2 separate regions of the Mus musculus genome follow, and region 2 is linked to region 1. Evidence: chromatin contacts called from public HiChIP or PLAC-seq data. All regions are on one chromosome and are shown on one strand. Each heading gives the region's core, a stretch centred on a gene start, on an enhancer-like site or on the middle of the called end of the contact. The rest is flanking DNA. Distances are from core to core; before and after follow the strand shown. Region 1 overlaps Fam193a (family with sequence homology 193, member A). Region 2 holds the start of Mfsd10 (major facilitator superfamily domain containing 10).

Region 1 (5,812 bases), core at 1,264-3,763:
AAGTGTTTTTGGTTTCAAGACTTATTCTGCCAGTATTATCCTTCTGTTGGCTGGTGCTCTTTTGCGGACTTATTGATACCCCGAGTGTAGAGGCAAAAGGCAAAAACAAAAGCAAAATTCTTATACTTTAACAACCAGGTCACACTTGAAATTTTCATCAGTAATAGCCATGGTGCCTTGACTAGTCTCTAAAAGCAAAGCATACTTTTAAATCTAACAGAGGCAGCAGAACTCTGAAAGGTGGAGGCCAGCCTGGTTTACAGAGCTAGTTCCGGGACAGCCAGGGCTACATAGAGAAATTCTGTCTTGAAAAACCAAAACCAAAACAACAATGGCCAGTGCCAGAAAGCAACCTGTGTTTACTAGTCAAGTAGCCAAAGTGAAGGGATGATTTGCTGTGCACCCAAACATGGGCACCGGACAAACAATCCTGACAAGCCAACAACTCCCCTGCCTGACTGCACTGACTTGCTCCTAGTGGCTTGACTGGGAACTTGTTTACTGCGTCCTTGTCATCAGTCTTCCATACACCATTACACATGAGACATCTCATTGTAGTGTCTTCCTACTCAGCCTACAAGAAATGCTGAGAAAGCCTTGCTGTTTTCTGGTGACCCAGTGCCTGGACTCATGAAACATGACAGCCGAAGGCTTTGGTGGCTCTTAGCTTGTCTCGTCTCTAGAACCTCAGCCACAGTAGCTCTCCCCACACCCCCAGCCATGGATTCCAAGTTGGCTTTGTACAGTACTAAGATCTGGAAACTGTCTTCATGCAGAAACTATACCCTCCAAGAGCTCACCAGGTTTCCTAGTCTTCTAACATGTGCTGCCAATATGAAAACACTGTTTGGCAGGATTCTCTGCAAGCTGGCCCCCTCTTGAGGCCCTGTTCAGCGTATATATGAGCATGCATAGTCAAGTGGCCAAAATTCTCATTCATCTCTGAACTAATACCACTTTTATCATGGAGGTGGATCCAGAATAATGCTAGTCTGGGACTGCACTGACACTAAGGCATTTTCAGTTAACATCTGGGGACAACTTACAAAGCTTCATGTTTAAGACAGACAAATTTTATGCATGACTACTTCTGCTTCTCATTGTCACAAATATTCTTCCAGGCATGTTGTCAAAACATGGTGCCAACCCAAGAGCTATTCAACCCAGGGGACAGGAATGTATTCAATCTTAAAACAAGCAAAAGAACAATAAAAACCCTTGTAGGCTGATAGAGTCGCTGTTGCTACTAACGTAAATGTCCCCCCCCCCCCCCGTTGGAAAAAAACAAAACAAAACAAAATAAAACCTTTTAGAAAACAAAATTTGCTGTTGTTTTGTGAAGGAACCAGAGGACTTGTTGCTATGTGGATTTGGGGTCCGTTATGTGCTTGCCAGAGAATCCCTTAGAGAGCAGGAAACTCTATTTAAACTAAAAGACCTCAAGTCAACAGTAATCCTGCTAGTCAGAGATGCATTCAGAGTGCAGCACCTCAAGCCATGACGTACAGATGATACTTGCTATCCAAATATAAGCCTTGCTCACACCTGCTCATTAGTTACAAAAAGGAGGATGGATTTAGTGGTATCAGAAGTGATCCCTGCTGGTCACTTTGTTTTGGTGCTTGACTCTTCAGTGGTTTGAGGAATAACTCCCCAGTAGGTTCATGTTTAAATACTTACTTGGTCCCCAGCTGGTGGAACTCTCCCTGGAGGGTTAGGAGGCACGGCCTTTTGGATAGGTATCACAGGGTGGGGTGAGGTGGGGGGTGGGGTGGGCTTTGAGGTTTTAAAAGACTAGCACCATTCCTAGTGTCTTTTCAACTCTAGTGCCATCTCCTATCTATCACTACTATGCTCCCCGCCATGATAGTCATAGACTCTAACCCTCTGAAACTGTGAGCCCCAAATTAAACAAGTTTTTCTATAAGTTTGCCTTGGTCATGGTGTCTTATCAAATACTAGAAAAGTAACTAAGACAGTATATAAAGTTCAGTGAAAAAAATTTCCAGTTAATGCTTCTTTCCAGCTGTTCCCTTACTTCCTTTCAGGCTCATATTGAGTAATGGAAATAGTCAAACATGAAGCTTCCCTGGAGCCTGCCCACAGGCTCTGGCAGGAAGTCTTCAGTCTCCCTCCGCCAATGATCACTTTGGGCTTTGGTTCCCCACCTAGAAGCAGAATGAACACTGCTAAACTGCAAATATCCTGGCAGCCTCTACAGACGTGGAAAGGGCTGCTCTCAGAACTCCCTCACCACCTACTCTCCCCTCTCCATCAACTGGGACCAGAGGCTTCACTGGCTTCTGTGGTTTTTTTTTTGTTTGTTTTTTTTTGAGGTTGTTGTTGTTGTTCCTCAAACCGGCAAGTTATGCACCCTTGATGACAGAGCCAAAGCAACTTGAGGTTTCTAGGGGAACAGAAAGCTCATTCCTGGCAGTGAACACCATATGACGACGAACTGGCCTGAACACACCCTAAGTACTCAAGAGCTGGGGGCTGAGTTCTCAGTGGCTCTGGGCCCCAATATGGTATTGCTGTTGGGGCACCCAGGCTTTCCCTTTGCCATTATAGTGTTAACAGTTCCTGCTGATGCTACAGCTGGAGATTCTCGGTTCCTCTTGGCAGGTGGCTTGGCTCCAGAAGTAGAGGCCCAGAAAGGCAGTGTGTGGGAGGCAAGCCCAATGCTGGGCCTCTCTAGCCATTTCTGCAACCAGGAAATAACATCAGTATCCCTGGGAATAGAACTAGAATCTCTGCCCTTTCAAGAACACTGTTTATGCAAGGTCACATCCCGGCCTGCTTTTCTTTGTTCCACTGTCCCAGGAACACAGGGATGGGCTGCTTTGTCACCTGGAAAAGAAAAGAAGGCAACCTGTTCTGTACCTCCTCTGGGTACTGATTCACACTTCCATTCTCTGGTGAAAAGTCTTCAGAAGGCTAGGACCAACTGTCCCCTGCCTTCCACAATGGCTCTACTAGCTTGTCATTGTCAGCCTTGGCCTGATGATCTTCCAACTCAGAACTTAGTCATCTTCTAGGTATTGGATGCCTCAGTGTTGAAAATATGAGCCATGTAGCTGAAATTACACGAACCCACAGGTAACTGTGTAAGCTTTTTGTTAGCTCCTAAAGGGGCAAAGATGGTACTAACCAAGCCACTACTCTTTCACTTTTCAATACCATTTACTTTGTTCCTAATTTAAACCCAATTAAGTATTCTACTACAGATCACAACCCCCCTGCTCCCCCAGATGTGGATAGGTACCTGCATACAAGGTTGTAAATAACCCTCTGCTCTGTGTTACAAAGCCTTAGTCTCTATTCCATGTCCTAGGGACCTGGGTATAACCCACAACCTCATCATGCAACTTCCTGGTAATTCTTGGCATGAACACATGAACCCTAATCATTTGTTTGGCTGTTGTGTCTTGCTCATTACCTGTACCAGCCTGGTGTTCAGAAGACAACTGAGGGAACCAGGAACCTGGAGACCTAGGAACACCTTTGGGGTTGGTGGCCGTGGCTCCCTGGGAACAAATATCACCCATTTGATACCTCCCACCACACCCATCATCCCCAGCAGAAAGCAACCAGACTGGGTCTCCTGCTGTACTAATGTATTCCATCTTTCAAAAAGAAAGACATGATTTTAATATTACTTAACAATATGTTAAAAAAGTAGCCAGGCAGGCCTCCGTGTTAATACGGTTGTACGCTCTAGAACAGACTTGATGGTGTGAGTACTGGGTGGGTTTCTTGTTTTTAACGTTCTCATTCTGCAAGGGGTCTTACACAAGCTGGCTACAAGTCAGGGGGTCAAACACAAACAGCGCAACGTGTACACTCAGAAACAGTAGATTGTGAAAGAGGACAAAGGAGGCCTGCCCGCCCAGCCCGCCTTGGGTGGGACACAGGGCACATGGGAGCTGAGGGATGACTGACACCCTGGCGGGGACAGATGACAGGACAGGTCGAGATGCAGAGGTGACAGAGCCACGTGGATGATGCAAACTCGTCTCTGGCCACGGCCCAGGCCTCTGAGGCCGTGGTGGTGGAGGAATTGGCGGGAACTACTGTTCCATTCCGACAGCACAGAGCTACAATCAAAGAAGTCTCACTCACAGACTACACGCACACAAGCTAACAACGCAGGTCGAGCAGCAAGTTCTCGGTCTCGGGGTATCAGGCCACAGCATCCCGCCCTACACACCCTGGGTGGGTACTGAAGCTTAGGGGAGCCAGTGAGGGGCTTGGCTCTTGAGTGGCGCAGCCCAGCTGCCTCCCACACATCCCTCTCCAGGCAGTCCTCATTCAGTGGGCAGCAAAGGTGGCTTTCTTCAAGCTAAAGTTGGACCAGTTGATGGATAGTCTTTGTCGGTTCTGTCTTGCAGAGTCCAAGCAGAATCTGCCAAAACAAAAAGGCAAATTGTCACAGGACAGAGTCTTAACCCAGATTGGCAACCACCGAGCCAACCTATGATTCTTGCTAGCAATTCACTATGGAGGCTCAGTGAGGTTTGAGCTCAAAAGTCTCCATGCTTGGAAGAGTGGTCCCACCTTCAGGATACTGGCCAAGTTAAGTGGCTTGTGTATCTTCTGGTGTCGTTTGATACTGTGATTAGGAGACAGCCAGGAAAGTATAAGAAAAGCAGCATTTACTGTAGGAGAGGGAGAGTTAACCAAATATCACTGAAGGGTTCAAGGAAACCTCATGTATCTACCTGAGAACAGCTGACATCAGTCACTATTATGCCTGAAAAAAGGGCCTGAGTCCTGCTATTTCCCTATGCCAGAAGCACCTGAGACTGATGTAGATTCTGATGTGCTGACATCTAAGCTACTACCTAAAACATAGCCTGCTGCCCAACAGAAGGAACTGTTGGGCAGCTTCAGGCCAGAGATCACCACACAGGAGACAGAACTCCAGGACAGTCCTGCAGCAGGTCTTCTGTGATACATACCTCACAACTGTGGTCAACTGCATGAGCTCACTCAAAACAGTAGATGTGTTCAGGGTAAGACGCTACCAGCCGGCTCAGCCTCCACAGCACTATGAGTCTCATGAAGGAAGGCACACTGTGGTCAATGTGGCTAGGTATGTAGGAGAGCCACAAGGGTCACAAGTAGATAGCTACTTGACCAGGACCTTATGTCACAGGAGCTGCTAGGAAGAACATGTGCTAAGCTTAAGGATATGGTTGCCATGAGCCAGGCAAAACTTCTGTAATTGACCAGAAAGTGCTACAAGTTTGGTAGATCCTATAGTCTGTAGCAATCTCTTACCCTGCCTCAATGACACACAAGCAACCACAGCCATACAGACTCAAGCTGATGTCTCTGATATTCATGTGAAACAACATTTAGAGAGTAAAATCCAGTTTGTATAATTTTTGTGTGTCTGAAAATATCTGTTCCCCGGGGCTGGTCAGATGGCTCAGCAGTTAAGAGCACTGACTGCTTTTCTGAAGGTCCTGAGTTCAAATCCCAGCAACCACGTGGTGGCTCATATCCATGCATAATGAGATCTGATACCCTCTTCTGGTTTGTCTGAAGACAGCTACAGTGTACTTACATAAATAAATCTTTGGGTCAGAGCACGCAGGACTAGAGCGAGTGGGGCCCAAGAGAGCAGGGGGCTGGAGCCAGCAGAGGTCCTGAGATCAATTCCCAGCAACCACATGATGGCTCACAACCATCTGTACAGCTACAGTGTATTCATATACATAAAATAAATAAATCCTAAAAAAAAAACTGTTTCCCAACTCCTTCAGTATATACATTCTCTTAGCTCAGGAGGAGTCACACATGAGCA
Region 2 (5,812 bases), core at 839-3,338, 150 kb before region 1:
TGGCTCAAAGCATACTGTCAGCAATGGAAGGCCAGAAGCAGCACTGCCGCCCGCTGGTGTGTGAGAAGAGCAAGCCCGTCCCACTGAAGCAGTTCACCCCCCGGCTAGTCAAAGTGTGAGTGCTGGGGGACCCTGTGGAGGCCAGGACTGTCTGTAGGCTAGAGGTGGGCGATGCACCTGCTTCAGCCTGGGACAGGAGACATTGCAGTCGGCAGTCAGCTCACCTCTATAGCCTTTTTGATTCTAACTTTAGGCTTGAGTTTGGACGGAAACAAGGCAGCAGTAAAGAAGAACAGGAAAGGAAAAGACTAATCCACAAACACAAGCGGGAATTTAAAGGCGCCGTCCGAGAGATCCGAAAGGACAATCAGTTCCTGGCCAGGATGCAGCTCTCAGAAATCATGGAAAGGTGAGGAGGAACTGTGTGTACGGGACTAGGGCACCGCTGTGGTGTGACACCACACTCATAGGCCGCTGGTTTTTCTCAGCACTGGGGAGTATGGTGAGCGATATACTTGGCAGCCTTTGCAGGACTGAGGGTAGAGCCATGCATGTGTGGTTCTGAACTGTTAGTGTTCAAACTGAAGAAAGCAAAATACCTGAGAACTGATGCAAGATTAACACTTGCTTTTTTCTCTTTCTCTTTAGGGATGCAGAAAGAAAGCGTAAAGTAAAACAGCTTTTTAATAGCCTGGCCACGCAAGAAGGTGAATGGAAGGCTCTTAAGAGGAAAAAGTTCAAAAAATAAATTGTCTTGTAATGTAGCAAGGCTGTGTGGTGTGTTGTAATGAAGGGTTCTGGGGGTTCATTGTGGAGTGTGGGGTCCCATCTCCCTGCCATGCTCAGACACAGGTTGGGGATGTCTGTGAGAGCTCTGCACTGTTAGATGATAGCCACACACAGAATGACATTTAGGCAGTTGTCCATAAAACTGACAAGCTGTCATAGTGTGGGTAAGTACATTATATACGTTTTACAGTGAAGTCGCCTTCCCACACACTTATCAGATCACCTATCACACATGACAGAACAGGACTGAATCCTTACGTCCAGCCTGGCCCTTGTCACCTGCTATGGCTCTGAGGTGTGAGATCTTGTGCGAGGGTTGGTGGTGCTGAGTAGGAGTTGCGTTTTGGATGTGGTGAAGCCACTGTTGGAGCACAGAATGAATGGCTGTGGGCATCCTGCAGCTCAGAAAGTGCTGGTCAAGAACAACCCTGAAGGGAGATTGGGCTCAGCAGCTTGGCTTACAGGGGCTACATCTACCAACAGTACTCACCTTGTCACCTCTCCCTGTGATTCTTCTGGGACAGAGGCTGCATGACCCACGAGGGGCCTGGGCCTGACACACGCACCAGCTAGGCTACCATCCAGCCCCAGCTTCCTCCACGCCTGAATTAGCCACAGGGCTCTGCCGTACAATGGCTCTGTGTAGCCAACTGCAGCAAGAAGCAGGGTGGCCAAATCTGATACTGGGCATAGATTGAGCAATCTATGAGGAGGAACATGCCAAGGAAAAGTTTATAGAGCCTCCAGATACTGTCCTGTGTCGTCAGAAGGGGAACACAATCCAGCTAGAAGAGCCTATCACTCGAGTGCATCCGGTGTTGTCCTCTGGGAAAGAGTCAGTGTGGACTGTATGGCTCCAACAGGTTAACAGCACTGAAGGGATAGGACTTTAGTGGTTCATCTATCTAAAAGATGAGTCTTTGCTCCAGCTGTTCTCATACTTCAGAGTTGATTGAGGATGACTAAATCCTGAATCCTGTTCTTTCTGTCTCCACCGAGTGCTGGTACTAGAGGTGGGCATCACCATCCCCAACTCCAGCATGGTTTAGAGTAAGCTAAAGTAGGAGGGTCAGGAATTCAAGGTCAACCGTGGCTACATGAGACCCTGATTCAAAAGAAAGATATATAGGTACCAAGGAGACTGAACTGCACAGACAAGCTGTCTCTTACATACACTTAGCTCTTCAGAACTTCACCGCTTGCTTCTAATGCATCTGGAAGCCTGCAAGCCTTCTCTATACTTGGCTGCTGGGAGACTCCAAACCCAGTTCCCGCCACAGCACGGCCTCCCGGAAGAGGAGGTGCCTGTTCCGAAGCCTCCGGGGTGTGGCTGCTATCCAGGGAGGTTCCCTGTTCATCCACCCGTTTGTCCCCGCCTGGAGCTGCGGCACGTGTGCACAGGTCCCAGCTGGGTAGGTGGGAAGCAAAGGTTTCGATATCGTGTGAGGAGGCCGAAGTGGTACACGAACAGGAGCTCAGGGCGCCTACGACTCCCCAACCAGGGATTCCCGTCTTCTCCCCGTTACCCGCTTCACAACAGGGGGCGCCCTGACCACTGCGGCCCTGAGCTTACTGCTGCCCTAGGTTGGTAAGGGAGTCGGGCCTTGAAGGGTGTGCCAGGACCGCATTGGAACCACTTCCGTTTTGTCTGGCAAGAACCTGCAAATTCAGCTTTCAATTGTCAGGTAAACGGGGCCGTCATCACCACACCCTCCTTCCCCCAGCAGGGTCGGAGCTTCCACCATGGGCTGGGCAGGGGATGCGGGCTGTACGCCTCGTCCGCCTATACGGCCTCGGCCCGCGTCCGAGCGTCGCGTGATCATCGTGCTCTTCCTCGGCCTGCTACTCGACCTCCTGGCGTTCACGCTGTTGCTGCCTCTGCTGCCTGGGCTGCTGGAGAGACACGGCCGCGAACAAGTAAGCCCCTCCCCCAAGGCGGGAGCTCTCCCCATGCCTAGCCTATCACAGATTTATCCAGCTGGAGTTACTTTCCTCTTTACCCAGGACCCCCTCTATGGCTCCTGGCAGCGTGGGGTAGACTGGTTTGCTTCAGCCATCGGGATGCCAGCGGAAAAGAGGTACAACAGTGTCCTGTTCGGAGGTATGTCGCTGTGTGCCATGCTGGGGCCCACAACCTTTTTTTGGAGAGCTAGTTCTGCCTAGGCTCTTGGTCAATCATCCTCCCTGGGTTCCTGCCTCCTTTAACTGAAAGGTGTGGGTTGGTTTTGTTGTTGTTGTTGTTTGGGGGAGGGGGTTGTTTTGTTTTGTCTTTTTGTTTTTGGTTGGCTTTTTTTTTTAAACTGAGGCCACCCGAGCTTCAGTCGATGGCCTGTGAATATAGGGCTAAGTGTGGTCAACACTCTAGGACTGATCCTCTGTCTCTCAGGTCTCATCGGCTCGGCCTTCTCCCTCCTGCAGTTCTTCTCCGCACCACTCACAGGAGCTGCCTCTGATTACCTGGGGAGGCGCCCAGTGATGATGTTGTCCCTGGTAAGCCTCTGGAGCCAGCTGTCAACAGGCAGAGGGGAGAATGCAGCTGTGGGGCTCCCCTGCCAACAGTGGGCTCCCATCCCTTCTAGAGGGATCTTCTGGCCCCTGGTGTTACACCAAGCTAAATACACCTAAGGAAAGTACAGGGACACAAGTGGCCCGGGTCTGAGGGTTATATGCTTGCCTGCCTTGCTCTGGGTGCTTCCTGGCCTGAAGTGACCGATCCTGCCACTTGGCCTCCACCCATTGGCAGACAGGTTTGGCCATCTCCTATGCAGTGTGGGCTACCTCTCGGAGCTTTAAGGCCTTCTTGGCCTCCAGGGTGATCGGAGGCATCAGCAAGGGGAACGTTAACCTCTCCACAGCCATTGTCGCTGACCTGGGCTCACCTCCAACCCGCAGCCAAGGCATGGTGAGTGAACAGACCTAGGGAACGGGGATTGATGTCTGGGCTTCAGACTCCATGCCTAGCTCAGGTCTTTTCCCTAGGCAGTCATCGGGGTAGCCTTCTCCTTGGCCTTTACTCTGGGTCCCATGCTGGGAGCATTCCTGTCTGTGGAAATGGTGCCCTGGATCAGCCTACTTTTTGCCATCTCCGACATGTTGTTCATCTTCTGTTTCTTGCCAGAGACACTGCCCCAGGAAAAGCGGGTAGGCCCGGGTCCCCGGAGGGGTGAGGGCTCCTGAGGGTTGGAAGGGGTTTCCTTTCTTATCTGTACCATTGGCAGGGGAGACTGGCCTGCCCTCAAGCTGCTAACATCACAACACCTCTTGGGTTTCTGGGATCTGACAGGTCCTGGTCCCTAAGCTGCCAGGCTGTGTGCTCCCAGCCTCCTGGCCAGCCCTCGCTTTCTCCCACAGGCATCTTCTGTCACCCTGGGCTTCCACACTGCTGCCCACCTGCTCAGCCCCCTGGCCCTGCTTCGCTTTGCGGCTGTCACTCACAGTCAGGACCCGCCTGCTGAGCACAGTAAGGAGGCTTACCCCGGACTGAGCTCTCAGAGTCTTGACCAACCAGCATGAACAACGATCAACCTGTGGTCTGTGTTGACTTGCAGGACTCAGAAACTTACGCCGTTTGGGTCTTGTCTACTTCCTCTACCTCTTCCTGTTCTCAGGCCTGGAGTACACACTCAGCTTCCTGGCACATCAGCGCTTCCAGTTCAGCAGGTAGGTCTCCATATTAGTGGCTTCGAGGTTCTCAGACCCCAGGTCCAGGAAGCCTTTGTGGTACCCCTCCCAGCACTCTGGCTGGTGGCCTTGCCCATCCCCCAGGCAGTTGGTGGCCTAGGGGGCTGGGCGCTCACCCTCCACCTCCTAGCCTGCAGCAGGGCAAGATGTTTTTCTTCATCGGCCTCACCATGGCCACCATACAGGGCACCTACGCCCGGCGGATCAGCCCTGGCAAGGAAGCTGCAGCTGTGACGAGGGTAAGGGACTTACTTCCTCTACAGTGAGCACTCCAGGCAGGCTGGAAACCCAGTCCTGAGACTTCTGTCTTCCCTAGGCAATGCTGCTGCTAGTACCAGCCTTCCTCTTAATTGGCTGGGCACACTCGCTGCCTACGTTGGGCTTGGGACTGATGCTCTACTCCTTTGGTGAGTGGGCTCTGCCAGAGCTGGGGTAGACATCCTCGTGCCTCTCCTAGGCTAACAAGTGCCTCCCATACTCTCTCACCAGCTGCTGCTGTTGTGGTGCCTGGTCTGTCCACCATGGTCTCCAGTTATGGTGAGAGTCCTCCCCAAAAGGCTATGCAGGGTAGGAGAGCTGACAGACATCTGACAAGTCCTCTCCCTTCAGGTTCTCCAGGGCAAAAAGGCACAATCATGGGCATACTGCGGAGCCTAGGCGCCCTAGGCAGGGCGTTGGGGCCGGTGGTGGCTGCCTCAGGTAAGTGCTAGCACTTCCTCCTGCAGCCTTCCCCAGCTGCCTGCTCTGTGCCTGGGGGGGTGGGGGGGTGCAGGAACGGGACTGTGAAGCCTGGGTGGGCACCTGTCTCTCCACAGTGTACTGGCTGACTGGGGCCCAGGTCTGCTTCACTGTGTGCTCGGCCCTCTTTCTGCTCCCCTTCCTACTCCTGTGGAAGCTGAAGCATCCAGCAGAGACTTCCAAGGAGGAGTAGCTGAGCTGCCACACCCAACCCCAGCTGTCTGGCTGCCAGGTGGGAACCTGGGCCCAGACCACTCAGCTCCTAGCACACTCCTCCCACCGGGCCCAGGGAGGCTCGCCACGCCCCTCCTCTCTCTGGATGGCAACCCAGCAGGAAGCCTGGGCAGCTACACCCTTTTCTTACTCCAAAACCTTTTAGGCTTCCAGAATTTTTTTTATATCTTATTCTTCTGAATGACCAAATAAAGCAGCTATTTTGTACCAAGTGCCTTTCCGTCTTACTATTCTTTGACAGTTGTGTACTAAGTGTTATATGGTAATATAACTACCCCATTGAAGAACCACTTTCTAACAACCCCCTCCCCTCTGTTTTGGTGGCCCACTGGAATTTAGTTAGTGTGGGTATAGGGTGGGGCTATTTACT

The links. HiChIP or PLAC-seq counts read pairs in DNA pulled down with a chosen protein or histone mark.
Region 2: an H3K4me3 HiChIP or PLAC-seq map of bone marrow-derived macrophages shows a contact between it and region 1, with 6 times the contacts expected there. The contact joins the promoter of Mfsd10 here to the enhancer-like site in region 1. A contact is called at or near these places in 12 of 39 promoter capture datasets (the C10 cell line, the HPC-7 cell line, the SN4741 cell line and 7 more), 3 of 15 datasets of contacts at CTCF or cohesin (the NIH/3T3 cell line, large pre-B cells and pro-B cells), 6 of 484 Hi-C or Micro-C datasets (Th1 cells, bone marrow-derived dendritic cells, bone marrow-derived macrophages and 2 more), 12 of 115 datasets of contacts at active chromatin or transcription factors (the HPC-7 cell line, acute myeloid leukemia, bone marrow-derived macrophages and 4 more) and 4 of 9 other capture datasets (adipose tissue, liver, macrophages and 1 more).

Annotation. Positions count from the first base shown.
Region 1 is chr5:34,484,247-34,490,058 of GRCm38.p6, reverse strand. It overlaps Fam193a (family with sequence homology 193, member A), which reads right to left. Exons shown (of 21, transcript NM_001243123.1): 21 at 3,601-4,405. The coding sequence ends at 4,312. Among named protein-coding and RNA genes, the nearest start is that of Tnip2, 27 kb to the left of the region's middle. Within about 2 kb of position 2,513, at least 40 of the 459 cell types and tissues checked have an H3K27ac peak or open chromatin away from gene starts, as enhancers often do. A contact at or near this core is called in adipose tissue, bone marrow-derived dendritic cells, bone marrow-derived macrophages and 1 more, where this site is marked.
Region 2 is chr5:34,633,488-34,639,299 of GRCm38.p6, reverse strand. It overlaps Mfsd10 (major facilitator superfamily domain containing 10), which reads left to right and starts at 2,088. Exons shown (of 13, transcript NM_026660.3): 1 at 2,088-2,373; 2 at 2,517-2,706; 3 at 2,794-2,890; 4 at 3,176-3,279; 5 at 3,533-3,691; 6 at 3,769-3,930; 7 at 4,141-4,249; 8 at 4,338-4,449; 9 at 4,601-4,709; 10 at 4,787-4,877; 11 at 4,960-5,007; 12 at 5,080-5,169; 13 at 5,286-5,654. The coding sequence starts at 2,533. The coding sequence ends at 5,401. It overlaps Nop14 (NOP14 nucleolar protein), which reads left to right. Exons shown (of 18, transcript NM_029278.2): 16 at 1-115; 17 at 254-409; 18 at 649-764. The coding sequence ends at 748.